Regions from separate parts of the Mus musculus genome. Here regions 1 and 2 are each linked to region 3. The links are chromatin contacts, called in public Hi-C maps. All regions are on one chromosome and are shown on one strand. The core of a region is the stretch at or near the end of the contact, and the rest is flanking DNA. Distances in the headings are between cores, read along the strand shown. Region 1 overlaps Pip4k2a (phosphatidylinositol-5-phosphate 4-kinase, type II, alpha). Region 2 overlaps Pip4k2a (phosphatidylinositol-5-phosphate 4-kinase, type II, alpha). Region 3 overlaps Pip4k2a (phosphatidylinositol-5-phosphate 4-kinase, type II, alpha).

What was found. A called contact is a pair of places that touch in the nucleus more often than the background predicts.
Region 1: a contact with region 3 is called in a Hi-C map of bone marrow-derived dendritic cells, with 3 times the contacts expected there. The contact joins two enhancer-like sites. A contact is called at or near these places in 6 of 484 Hi-C or Micro-C datasets (the AML12 cell line, B cells, bone marrow-derived dendritic cells and 2 more), 2 of 115 datasets of contacts at active chromatin or transcription factors (the HPC-7 cell line and microglia) and 1 of 9 other capture datasets (adipose tissue).
Region 2: a contact with region 3 is called in a Hi-C map of bone marrow-derived macrophages, with 31 read pairs. The contact joins two enhancer-like sites. A contact is called at or near these places in 2 of 15 datasets of contacts at CTCF or cohesin (large pre-B cells and pro-B cells), 14 of 484 Hi-C or Micro-C datasets (the C2C12 cell line, CD4 single positive thymocytes, DN2 thymocytes and 9 more), 1 of 115 datasets of contacts at active chromatin or transcription factors (microglia) and 1 of 9 other capture datasets (pancreatic islet).

What each region holds. Positions count from the first base shown.
Region 1 is chr2:18,896,294-18,900,536 of GRCm38.p6, reverse strand. The region is part of intron 3 of Pip4k2a (phosphatidylinositol-5-phosphate 4-kinase, type II, alpha); the gene reads left to right. Among named protein-coding and RNA genes, the nearest start is that of Gm33534, 19 kb to the right of the region's middle. Within about 2 kb of position 2,471, at least 116 of the 459 cell types and tissues checked have an H3K27ac peak or open chromatin away from gene starts, as enhancers often do. A contact at or near this core is called in the HPC-7 cell line, bone marrow-derived dendritic cells and bone marrow-derived macrophages, where this site is marked.
Region 2 is chr2:18,871,208-18,875,195 of GRCm38.p6, reverse strand. It overlaps Pip4k2a (phosphatidylinositol-5-phosphate 4-kinase, type II, alpha), which reads left to right. Exons shown (of 10, transcript NM_008845.4): 5 at 2,766-2,912. Gm33534 (a long non-coding RNA gene) reads left to right here. Exons shown (of 2, transcript XR_374031.3): 1 at 1-346; 2 at 956-1,812. Among named protein-coding and RNA genes, the nearest start is that of Gm33534, 5.8 kb to the left of the region's middle. Within about 2 kb of position 2,260, at least 12 of the 459 cell types and tissues checked have an H3K27ac peak or open chromatin away from gene starts, as enhancers often do. A contact at or near this core is called in bone marrow-derived macrophages, where this site is marked.
Region 3 is chr2:18,972,994-18,976,873 of GRCm38.p6, reverse strand. The region is part of intron 1 of Pip4k2a (phosphatidylinositol-5-phosphate 4-kinase, type II, alpha); the gene reads left to right. Among named protein-coding and RNA genes, the nearest start is that of Pip4k2a, 23 kb to the left of the region's middle. Within about 2 kb of position 1,438, at least 43 of the 459 cell types and tissues checked have an H3K27ac peak or open chromatin away from gene starts, as enhancers often do. A contact at or near this core is called in the HPC-7 cell line, bone marrow-derived dendritic cells and bone marrow-derived macrophages, where this site is marked.

The sequences.
Region 1 (4,243 bases), core at 1,222-3,721, 77 kb after region 3:
TGCACTGTTTCAACTCTTGTCTCTTCCCCTCTGGGCTGCTGGTATCTTAGTTGGGCTTTTATTGTTGTGAAGAGACGCCAAGGCCAAGGCAACTCTCTTATAAAGGCAAATATAATTGAGGCGGGCTTGCAGGTTCAGAGGTTCAGTCCATTATCATGGCAGGAAGCATGTCAGCATCCAGGCTGACATCTTGCTATTGAAGTTGAGAGTTCTATATCTTGATCATCAGCCATGAGGAGACTGTCTCCCACAGGTAGTCAGCAGGAAGGTCTCTTTTGCCCTGGGTGGAGCTTAAGCATAGGACCTCAAAGTTCACTTGTACAGTAACACACTTCCCCCAACAAGGACACACCTACTCCAACAAGAACATACCTCCTAATAGTGTCACTTCCCATGCGCCAAGATTGTTCAAACCACCACAGTTTTTGGGTTTGTCCAGCTCACTCTTGCAGTTTGTTCTCCCTGGATAGCCACGTTCCGCATTCCCATGGGGCCCTGGGTAGTTACTCCATCCTGTTCGTGGACACTTGGGCTAAAACACACAGGCATTCCATCTCGGATGCTCAGCCTTAAGAAGCATAAGATGCACTCCACATCACCCCAATCTGCATCCCGTTTCTTGGATGTTTTCCTCTCTTCTCTGAAAGTTGAGAAGATGATTCTCCTCCCTCCCCATCACAGTGTCTCTACCCCTCCTTCAAGCACTGTTTTCCTGCTGGGCCTGTGTTTCCTGCCTGGAACCTGCTGTACATCCCCGTGTGCAAGCAAGGTAAACACAATGTTTCCATTTCATGAGCCTCGGAGCATCTAGTGTTAGAGCTCCAAAATCAAGTCCACCAGAGAGTTTAAAACACTGTTCTCATAATGTTCTGTGAGGCCCCTGCACCGTGTTCTCTGTTACCGTTCATTGTAGTCTTTTTCTCTGATAGTTGTTTCATTATTGATAAGCATTAAATGTTTTGCTGTACTGTAAAACGGAAGCCATTCTGTGTTTAGGGTCACTGCTCCCACTTCCTTTAATAAGAACTTAACACCAGGCTTTGAGCACAGTCCACCTTTAATGACTCCACAGTGATGGTCAAGTTAGCTTGTTGGTCTTTAACATTCTCATGATATCAGAAGCCCACCTGTGCTTGCTCCCATATGTCCAAGGGAAACCCAGAATACAACTCTCTGAGGGATAATCGCTCTTTCCTTCTGACTCTGTGATCTGAGGCATGGAGTCATAATCCTGAGTTGTCAACAGGTGTCTAGGCTTCTGGTTCGTAAAACAGGTGCCCACACTGGGAAAAGAACGCTTCATGAGAGTCTAGATGAACCCTGGGTCTTCAGCCACTATGCCCATGTTCACCCACCGTGGTGGGTCTCAGTTTCATCTGTGATATGGGATAGGGGTGGGGCAACAAACTTTCCCAGGTCTCTCAGCTAAGCTCCATCTTCACTCTGTGTTTCCCGCCTGTCATATCCTCCACCACTCTCTGTTGCCATGATGTCCTGCTCAAGCCCTGGGTCCAAGCTGTACTAAGCACTCCCAAACCTCTAACCCAAATAACACCTTCCTACTTAAGTTGTTTTGGTCACAGTGACTTAAAGAGTTACAAATACAGCTTCTTGTGCATAATATTGACAGCTCCTCCTAGGAAGCTAAGTGCTTTCCCACATTGGAGCTTGGTAGAACGGATTGTTTTTCAAGTAGTCTTCCTTTTGACTAACGTTTTTTAAAGGTTCCGCATATGATTTTTTTAAAATAAAACCTACATTTATTTATTTATTTATTTATTTATTTATAGTGTGTGTGAATTATGATAAGGAGTGGGCTGAGGTGCCACAGTACACAAATGGCAAGTGTGCAAATGTGAGATGTCAGTGTCAATAAGTGTGTAAGTGTCAGAAGACAACCTCAGTTCTTTCTTCCATCATGTGGTTCTCAGGAATCCAACTCGGTCATCAGGCTTGGCTGCAAGCACCTTTCCACCCTGAGACATCCCGCTGGCCCTTCACAAGTGACTTTTGCCAGAATGTGCAAGCTACAAGTAGCAAAATAGCAAAACTATATGGAGATAGGAGATTAGGTCAAGAGAGTTAAGTGTGAAAAAATGCTTGGTATTTTCAACGAAGGTGCTGGGGGAAGTGACAGTTACTAAAGCAGGATGTTTTATGAGAACTATAAAGGACTGGTGATTGGAATGAGCTAATTAAATTGACCTTTATGATTTCTCCCCTTTTGGAGGCTCCACTAAGCCTGGACCTCCCACTGTGGAAGTAAACACCCTCGGTGCCCACCATTAGAGGAGGAGGGTGGGAAGGAGGGCACTGTTAATCCTTTTCTGAAAGCGGAAGGACAGTAAATTTCCAATTATAAATACGGGAAGACCATCGCAGGGGAACTTCCCTCATTAGCTTGCTTTATTTCCTGTCGAGGGCTGCCAGAACACCAGAGCCTCAAACACAGCTGCTGAGGCTTGAGACAGGATATCAGATGTCACAAGACATATCTATGGAAAAGGGAACTTAAGTACCAACTTGTATGATTGGGTTTAAAAGGGACGTCGTTTTATCTGCCCATCACCATAGCTTTGTCTTAGAACCGCAGCTTTCATCCAGATAGACATTTTACCCTCAGCTACCCAGAAAGCCAGAGTCAGCCTTAGAAGCAACATCTGCTGCCTGTGACTTGTCCCCCACAGTTACAGCTCAGCACTGGAATGAGCAGAGGTCACTTGTGTCTCCGTCCTCAGCCTGGGTCAGCCTGGGGTCTGTAGCTTTCACAGCTGTGCCGCCCATGGCCTCGTGCAGTGATACCTGTGTTTCTGGGCCATTGGATAAAAATGTGTGGGCCAACTGCAGCACCTTTTAACTGTGAAATGTCCAGATCAGGCAAATGTACCACAACAAGAAACCCTCAGAAGGGGACAGAGAAAGGGAATCGGAACAGAAATGTAGACAGGTTGCTAAAAATGCTGTAAAAAGGACAGGACAGTAGCTGCACGGCTTTGCAAACTCACGAAACCTTCTGAGTTGGACGCTTTAGGTGAGTGGTATGGTCTGTGAGTGGTTTCTAAGTAAAGCCACCGAAAAGGAATGTTTAGAAATTGGCAGGGCAGCTCTGTGGATAAGGGCACGTGGTGCCAATCCTGATGATCTAAGTTTAATTTCCAAAACCCACATGATAGACAAGAACAGTTACCACACAGGGCCATACACATATGCGCACAAGTGAGTGTATGTTTACTTAAAAAGTAAGAGAATGTCTAGGGGCACAGGAGATGTGCCTCAGTAGGTGTAGTGTTTACCGTGAAAGAACGAAGACCTGAGTTTTGATTTCAGGCAGCCACATAAAACAACATACTTCAGTAATCCAGATGCTGGAGAGGAAGAGGCAGGAGGGTGCTGGGGGCTTGGATAGCTAGCCAGCCAGCCTAGCCAAACTGGTGAGCCTCAGGTTCAGTGAAAGACCAAGACACCTGGCATCAACTTCCGTCTTACATACATGTACACACACACATTCACATGTATCCATGCATATACATTACACACAGATAAAATTCATTTATTTTTAGAAAAGAAATTCAGAGTTTAAAATTAGTTTATACTTAATGTGAGACTTTTTATCAATATTGATTTTGTCTGCTTTTTTCTTGGAACAAGTTAGAACATTATATCTACTTAGGACAACTTTTAAAGACTGATAGTTTATGATATGAAATTACCAAATGTAAAGAAGGAAAGCTATAGCCAATGAATATAGCATATTTTGTAGTTTGTGTACATTTATCATTAGTTTTTCTGTTTCATAAACTAAGAGGAAATCGTTGGCCATTTCCCAAATCTCTGGGAATTAACAACACCAATTTATCCTGATTAATAATTATAAAAGGAAGCCGGAGACCGGTCAGTCCAGCTGTGTTTCTCTGCAAATAAATGGGTCTGGTGGGAGTAGGGGCATTGCTGTTGGGCTGTGATTTGTACTGAGTTGTTTTTATTGCAGACCCTTTTGTCCTGCCCCGTGTTGCCCTGACTCCCATCTGTAGCCTTTAGTTTGAGAAGATGCTGTGCTGTAAGCACAGAAGGACCTTGGGTGGCCCTGCTGTGTCAGCTTTCCTGGGAGAGGTGGGAATATTTTCTTTTTCCAACAACAAACTGAAGAACCAGTCTGACCCAAGTCTAGCCCAGTAAAACACTGTGTTTATTAGAGCTACCTCAGGAGCATGGATTATCCTGAGACAGCTGCTTCACTGAAAGT
Region 2 (3,988 bases), core at 1,011-3,510, 100 kb after region 3:
ATGCCATGTGGGTGCAGGGAATCTAGCTTGGGTCCTCTGGAAGAGCACCAAGCACACTTAACCAGTGAACCATCTCTCCAGCCCTCTGTTTTCTGAATTTGCTCATTGTGTTTATTCATCAAATGCTCTTGACATGCTAGACACACGTGCTGGGATTTGATCATGAACAAAATAGAAACGGGGTCTCTTCACGGAGCTTATCGTGTGCAAAGATGCTACTTGACTGAGTAGAGAATCCTATGTGACTAAACCTGGAAAGATGACTGTTGGCTGGAATGATAAGCTTCTGGGCTGCAGAGAATGAATGGGGGAGATGAGGTGCCTACATATCGTGTGGAGTGGGAAGGTGAGAAGAATGACTTTTGTTGAGGCTCTGAGCCATATGTGTAGGCACACAATGGAGGAAGAAGCCAGACAGGAACCTGGCAAGTTGAGAACAGGCAGCAGTGCCCTTGCTTCAGCACCCGCACTGCGCAGCTATGGCGCTCTCTCAGATCCCCATCCAGAACTCCAGCCAGTGGGTAGAATGTTCTCTCCTTCAGAACTCCTGGTCCTTAGGTCTTTCTAGACTAATAGTATCAAATGCAGTTTGGCAACGCTGATACGGTAAAAGACAGGCTTTGATATAATTTGTGGGCTCGTTTGTTTATACACTCGGGAGTTGGAAGTTCATTTCATCTGTGTTCATCAAAGAGCCCCATGGGAAAAGTAAGTACAGCTGACACTCGTGAACAAAATGCATCCGAGTTGATTGTTTGTGCCCCACTATCTACTCTGGAGGCAAGGAAATTGTAGTGTATAACCTGTGTGGGCATATTTCCAAAACTGAAGCTTGTCAGTTCCCCGAGTACTGCTCCTTAGCATTGGTCACTATGGGTGGTACCACGGTGAGCCAGGCTGTCTGTGGCTGTGTACAGATCTCCATCTTGGCATTCCTTGTTGTTTGTGGTACTAGGGATGGACCCTTTGGCTGAAAGGTCATGTGCTTTATCAAGGATAAGAATGTGAGTGGAGGAGTTGATCAGCCAGTACCGGCCTCAAGGGAAAAATCCAGGTATGCAAGATGATGCTTGCCGTAGAGTGAGCCGCAGAGCAGACTTGACTGTTAGACGTTCCAAGCAAGGGAGAGATCGGTGTGATGTTCCAGTTTCCTACCTAGGTCTTGAGTGACAGCTAACATCACGTCATTGATAAGTGTTCAGTACAGACTGGTGTGGGGTCTTTTGACATCCTCTAACTTGCCATCCTCACAGCTGTTTGGGTACTCAGTTTCTGGAAGATGAAACTAAGACTGCTCATCCACCTTCTACTACTGGCAAACAACACACTTTTTAATCCCTTCAATTGCTGTGGGAAATTTCCTTTTCAACCGAGAACTATTAACCACCTGTTGTGCATTAGCAAACCTCAAGTCCATTTATTGGTTTGAAATTAAGCTCCACTCATCTGATTTCAAGTAACAAGCTGAGGAGAAACTCCGTGGGAAAAAAAAAAATAGACTGAGCTCAAATATACATCTCAGCTGTTACCTGTAAGGCAGGGGAAATCTGAAGCATCTTGGACATCTGTCAGGACTGCAGAACTAAAACCAGCTGCAGTGACAGATGCTGTGTAGCTCCAATGAGCAAGATTGAGAACTTTTTTCTTCTTTCGCTAATTAAATATTCCTAGAGTTGATTACTAATAATGTTTATCACTAAAAAATCCAATTAGAATGTTTTTGTTAAAGTGTTGTTGTTGTTGTTGTTGTTGTTGTTTAAATCAAACAGTGTAACCCTTTTTAAAGACTCAAAATAGGGGTTAAAGAGATGACTCTGTGACTTGTTTTGTAAAGATCAAGTTTGAATCCCCGATGCCCATGTAAAAAGCCAAGCATGGGAGCGTGTACCTGTAACCTCAGCACTGAGGTACATGTATGCAATACACATGCACATGCACACAGGCACACTCCCCAGAATAATCCAAAATACAACCCTTAAAACATTGGTAGTCATCCTTCCAGGCATCTGGTGCAGGCAAATGGGTAGGGTGTTTACAACATTGGATTTGGGGTGTTGGTACTATGCTGGAGGTTTAATCTGTGTCATGGGCTCATTTAGACACACACACACAAAAGGCTCATTTAGACACACACACACACTCACACACACACACCCATTTTAAAGGTCCCTGTGGTAGTTTATCAATGGCTACTTCCAAGAGGAAGTAGCTCCCTCTTGTGGCTCATTGGCGTATGACCCAAGTCATGCTGTGTTTTTGCAACCCTGGGACTTGATGGCACCTAGCACCTAGTCAAAGAAAGCTGACTTGTCGTTAACTCAGGGCCCCTTCATACCCACTGAAATCAAGATGGAAAGCAGAACACCCAAGCTTCCAGCACCAGACTCCCAGCATCCTCTTCTTCACCCTCTGCCTCACTACCCTCAAAGGTCTTGATCTAGTGGTGAATCATTCTCAGGGGAGGGGGAGGAGGACAGAGGTGGACAGTCCTTCACTTCAAAGGGGTTTCCTTTCTTGCCTTGAGCCACTGTGTTCAATTTTGACATTACAGATTAGTTGGGCTACTAGGAAAAGAATATCTTTAGTGGTAAGATTAAATGTTCAGATTTATATATAGAGAGAGAACACAGATCTGATAGGTGAGCAGCATAAAGCAGCTTAAATGTTTTCCGAAAATAAAACCTCAAGAATTGGACATTTCTACTTTATATAAACGATACACCACGTTTTGACAGCTACTTTTCCTTTCTCTCTCTCCTATACAGTATATAGTGGAATGTCATGGGGTCACACTTCTTCCTCAGTTCTTGGGAATGTACCGGCTTAATGTCGATGGAGTGGAAATATATGTGATTGTTACAAGGAATGTGTTCAGCCACCGGCTATCTGTATATAGGAAATACGACTTAAAGGTGAGGTTGACTTTGATAATTTTCAATAAGTTTCACGTTCATTTGCACAAGCCTACTCGCCCATATTGTTTATGTTATCATGTGAACAAAATGGTCAGGGTGCTTCAAGAGCTTGAATCTAGCAGGCAGTTGCCAGCACGTAGGATTAAGCAGCCCATGTTATTACAAGCATGTCAGCCACATGCCATGTAGTACCACATGCCATGTAGTAGCTAAGTGCTGGGGATAGTTTATGAGTTAAACAGACCAGGGACAGCAAGGTGGCCCAGCAGGTAAACTGGGGGCACTTGCCCCCTAAGCCTCATAGCCCAAGGTCACTCTTCAGAATCCAGGCTAGAAGGAAAGAATTGGTTCCCAGAAGTTGGCCTCCTGTCCTCTACTTCACGTGCATAAAACACACACATACGATGATAAAAGAAAACCGAACAGATCTTTAAGTAGGGATGATTACTATCATTATTATTGATTATTATTGATAAATAATGAGCGCTGTGGATGGAAATGAACGGGGGGAACGTCACACTAGTTTTTATTAACAGTAAACAAGCACTCTACTACTAAGCCACAATCTCAGCCAGTTTTCCTCTTATTTTGAGACAAGGTTAGCCCAGGCTAGCATTGAACTCATCCAGAAGCCAACACAGACCTTGAGTGTTAACACCTTGCCTCAGCTTGCCTAGTGCCTGGGACCACAGGCCTGTACCACCAGGCCTACCAAGGCATACATTTCCAGCTAGGATGTTAGGTAAGGTGCATCTGGAAGGGTGGCATTGGTCCCATCTCAAGAGAAATGACAAAGGGAAAAGCCTGAGATCAGACATACCAACAATTTAAAATGAGACCACTGGAGAATTCTGAATTCAGTGACATGACCTGACTTTTAGACAGCCAACTCTGACAGTGTATGTATGCCAAGACCAAGAGGGGTTGCATCTTTATAAAGTTCTGTTGCTGTGTCATCACGTGCATGGTTTCTGTGTTATCTATGCTCTCACACTGTACGGGGCACCGTGAGCAGTGACCAGAGATACTGTATGGACCATGAGGCTAAGATATTTACTCTCTGACCCTGAAAA
Region 3 (3,880 bases), core at 189-2,688:
CCTAATACTTGCTATGTAGACCAAGCTGGTTCACAGAGATCTGCTCGACTCTGCCTTCCAAGCTTGTGTGTTAATATCCCCTGCAGATTTTAATTTGTAATGCATAGTTTTATGTTAAGGACGGTTTCATGTTCTGTCCATTGGCTCTAGCCTTTACTGTTGTAAGTGCTGCTGCTGTCTGGGTAACATTTACTCTTATGTTGACTGACCCCCTAGGACACAGTGTCCTTCATGGGAATTACATGGTGAAAGTGTAGGCATACTATAGGGTCATGACATGTGCTACCCTACCACATTCTAAAAGATGTCTTCGTTTTAGAGTTAACTTCTTCACCCTGTGTCTTGCTTTGAATATTTCAAAGTTGAATACCAGTAAAGGATGCCTTTTGTTTATATATGGCATAACTTTTGCTATAGTTCTCTATTTCTAATGACCTCTGAAAGCCTAGTGTTCCTAGCTGCAGCACTGTGTGGGTGGTGGTAAAGAATTGAGCAAGTGCCTGATAAAAGGAAGTTTGGTCTGTGGTACTTGCCCTAGAAGGAGATTTTGTGGCCCTGGGTCCTCCTCTCTTAGCCTTTCCTCTTTAGTTTCTTCTCTTTCTCCCATGGAGGGAGCAGGTCTTGTACCAGATGCTAGGTAGAAATAATGCATCATGATGGATCGGCTCCACAGGCCCAGAGTAGCCAGGTAACCAGGAGCCAATAATCCTTATTTTGAAGTTGATTAATTCATATATTTTATATGAATGCAAGGGATTCATATATTTTCTCACAGGGATGCAAGGCTGACTCATAGACTCTAAGATCTCTGTTCATAGGAATTTTCTCCAGCTCAACAAAACTGGAACATATATGTGTGCTGTGGAGTGTCAGGGCTGGAGGTGTGCGCTCTGCTTCCGGGAAAGCAACCTGGCCTGAGGCTGACAGTGGAGGGAAGCTGCTCACAGTTCTTTTTGGGTTCTCCTGGAGACTCTGGGGGTCTTAAAGCCTGCTCTCCTCCCCTCCCCTCCCCTCCCTCCCCTCCAGTCTTTCTTTCTTTTTGTTTCCTGGCAGTTAGCTGGAGAGAACAGTGGTGGGCAGGTATCAGCCAGAGGTGGATAATCTTCCAGGCAGATGGTTCCTGAACCCCAGAAGAACGTTAGCAGCATTTACAGTTGGTGTGTGTTGCACTCGGGCCAGAGCATTTGATGGCAGGAGTTTGTAGCCAGCCTGACCACTCAGCCCTGCACTTGACCTTTGTATGATTCAGATGAAAATGTTCAGAAAATTTAACACGACATCCCTTTGGGTCCATAATTAGAGTGTGTGTGTTTGCTTTCAGAGGTTGGATGCTGTCATCTCTCTGTGGTCCTGTCAGCCTTGGCTGTTTGATTCAGTGTGTGCCTGCAGTGTTAGATACATCATCTGATGTTAATGAGGTAGTCATCTGATACCGCAGCTCCTTCCCCAAGCTTGGTGTGGCCAGACAGGGAAGGGGAAACAGTGAGAAAGACAAGTACATGCTTATAGACCAGAGCTCCATGGAGATCCACGCTTCCAGTGTGAGGATGTGTTGCTACAACCTGGTAACTGTCACTGCTACTTACAAGAATCTAAGAAGGGCTTTAAATAGAGCCCTTGCAAAACTTCTTTTCATAAAAGTTGAGCCTCAATTGATTCTCTTTTATTTTTAATTTCATTTAATTAAAATCTTTTCATTTTATATGTATGGGCATTTTGCCTGCATGTGTCTCTGTGTATCGTGAATGTGCCTGGTGCCTGCAGAGGCCAGAACAGGGCATATGACCCTCTGGAATTGGAGTTACAGATAACTGTAACTTGTGGGTTCTGGCAGTCAAACCTGGGTCCTCTGAGAGAGCAGCCAGAGTTCTAACCAGCTGAACTGTTTCTCCAGCCCCCTGATTCTTACTTTTTTATAGTTTAAAATTAAATAAAAACAAAATTAAAAGTCCTCTGTAAAAGATGATAGTATATATTTAGCTTGGACAATTCTAATAAAAAATTATACTTTATTTTGTTGTCACTTAAAAATACAAATGTTGGCATAAAACAGAACCTCCAGGCTTTGGGAAGCAGGGACTTTTCAGTGTGAGTGACTTAGGTACTTTTTCATTTGTTTAAAAGCAGAATCTCTAAAATTATGGGTCTAAATCTCTTGTGCCCTTTCTGTTTTTAAGAGGTAGAGACAAGAGTATACCTTGTTTCCTCCCACAAGACTTCCAAAAATTCTCATATTAGAGAACTATTTTGGATGGATCAATTTTCCTGTAGCTGGAATGATCAAATGCTACTTTAAAATAATATATTTCCATTTTTGGATCTTCCAAACGAGACACCATTGAATACTCAATTGATCGGGCTACTTATACAAAGCAAAGACCATTGCGATGGTGTGTTGTGTATATTAGAAAGTTTTCCGTAGAACTTTTAGATGCACCAATTGAGAGGAGATGTATAAGTGGCTACCTGAGCATGGACCCAGACAAGGATGACATTAGGAGACTCACTAATGTGTAAAGGGAGAAGCCCTGTGGAGAACATTACAGTCAAACTGTTACAGGTTCTTATCAAAGAGATAGCCCAGTTTTGTGACAGGTAGCCTAAATCAAGGCTGCTGGTACATTATAAATGCTGAGTTTCTTGCTGTTTTTTATTACATTTATATATTTTAGTGGTTCTTTACAGCTCCTCATGTTGTGGTGGCCCCCAACCATAAAATAATTCTATTGCTATTTCAGCTGTAATTTTGTTACTGTTGTGAATTGTAAAATACATATCTGATATGCAGGCTATCTGATATAGAACCAAAAAGGTCACAGCCCCCAGGTTGAGAACCAGTTATTTATTTAGTATGTGCATGGATGGAGGCATGTGTGCCTTCGTGCATGTATGGGGTCAGAGCACAACATGCAGGAGTTGCCTCTTTACACCATGTGGGACTTGAGACATTGAGCTCAGGCCACCAGGACTGACAGTAGCACCCTTACCAACTGAGCTATCTCACTGACTCATTTCTTACCTTTTAGGGTAAAATTATCTAGAAGTAGGAGTTCTGGGTGTTCCCGTCGCTTCTTCTTGCACCTGATAGATTGTTTTAGTCCTGATCTGATATGTTGCTTATTCCTCTTCCTGAAACACTCCTTTGCAGACTTTCAGACCCAGTGTGTGAATGAAGAAGTGACTGCACATGTGCATCTTACCAGCTTCTAGATTTGTTTCAAACGTCTTAAAATGTTAGAACAAGACAGTTCTTGTGGACTTACCACCCCCCCTCCCAATCCCTTTTCTGTAGATGAGATCATGGACAGACATTTTGGGACAGCACTCAACAGTGGAAGCAGGGCTGGATTGTATGCCTACTCTGGACCATGCTTATGTGTATGCTGTATTCTTCTATGGGTAGTGTGGCTGATAACTGTCCAGCTAACTAGTGGTCCTCTGCTGGAGTCTAACTTCTTGCAGACTAGTTTCCTTTTCACATTTGCTGAGTCAGTGTCTTTGCATCCAAACAAATGTCCTTGATATCACCTATCTGGTTCTTTTTTTTCCTTTTTCTTCCTTCTTGTCAGAGACATAATGTGTCATCTAGCTAGGACTGAAATGGATAGTGTTCTTATCGATAGACCCTCATTTCCGGAGAAGTAGCTATCTAAGAGCAATATGCACTTGTAGAATCTGGAATCAGCCTTAGGAAGATACAAAATGTTGCTTTTTTTTCCCCTCAGATGAAGTGATGAGATGAGAGCCACACACAAGCTGTGTGAAAACATGGCTTGGGCTGAGCCCAGAGTGCTTCCTTCTCTGTTGTAACTATCCTAGGCCTAGGCCTGGATGCTTCTAGCCTCCGTACAATCTAATCTTCCAAGCTGACTGACTCATT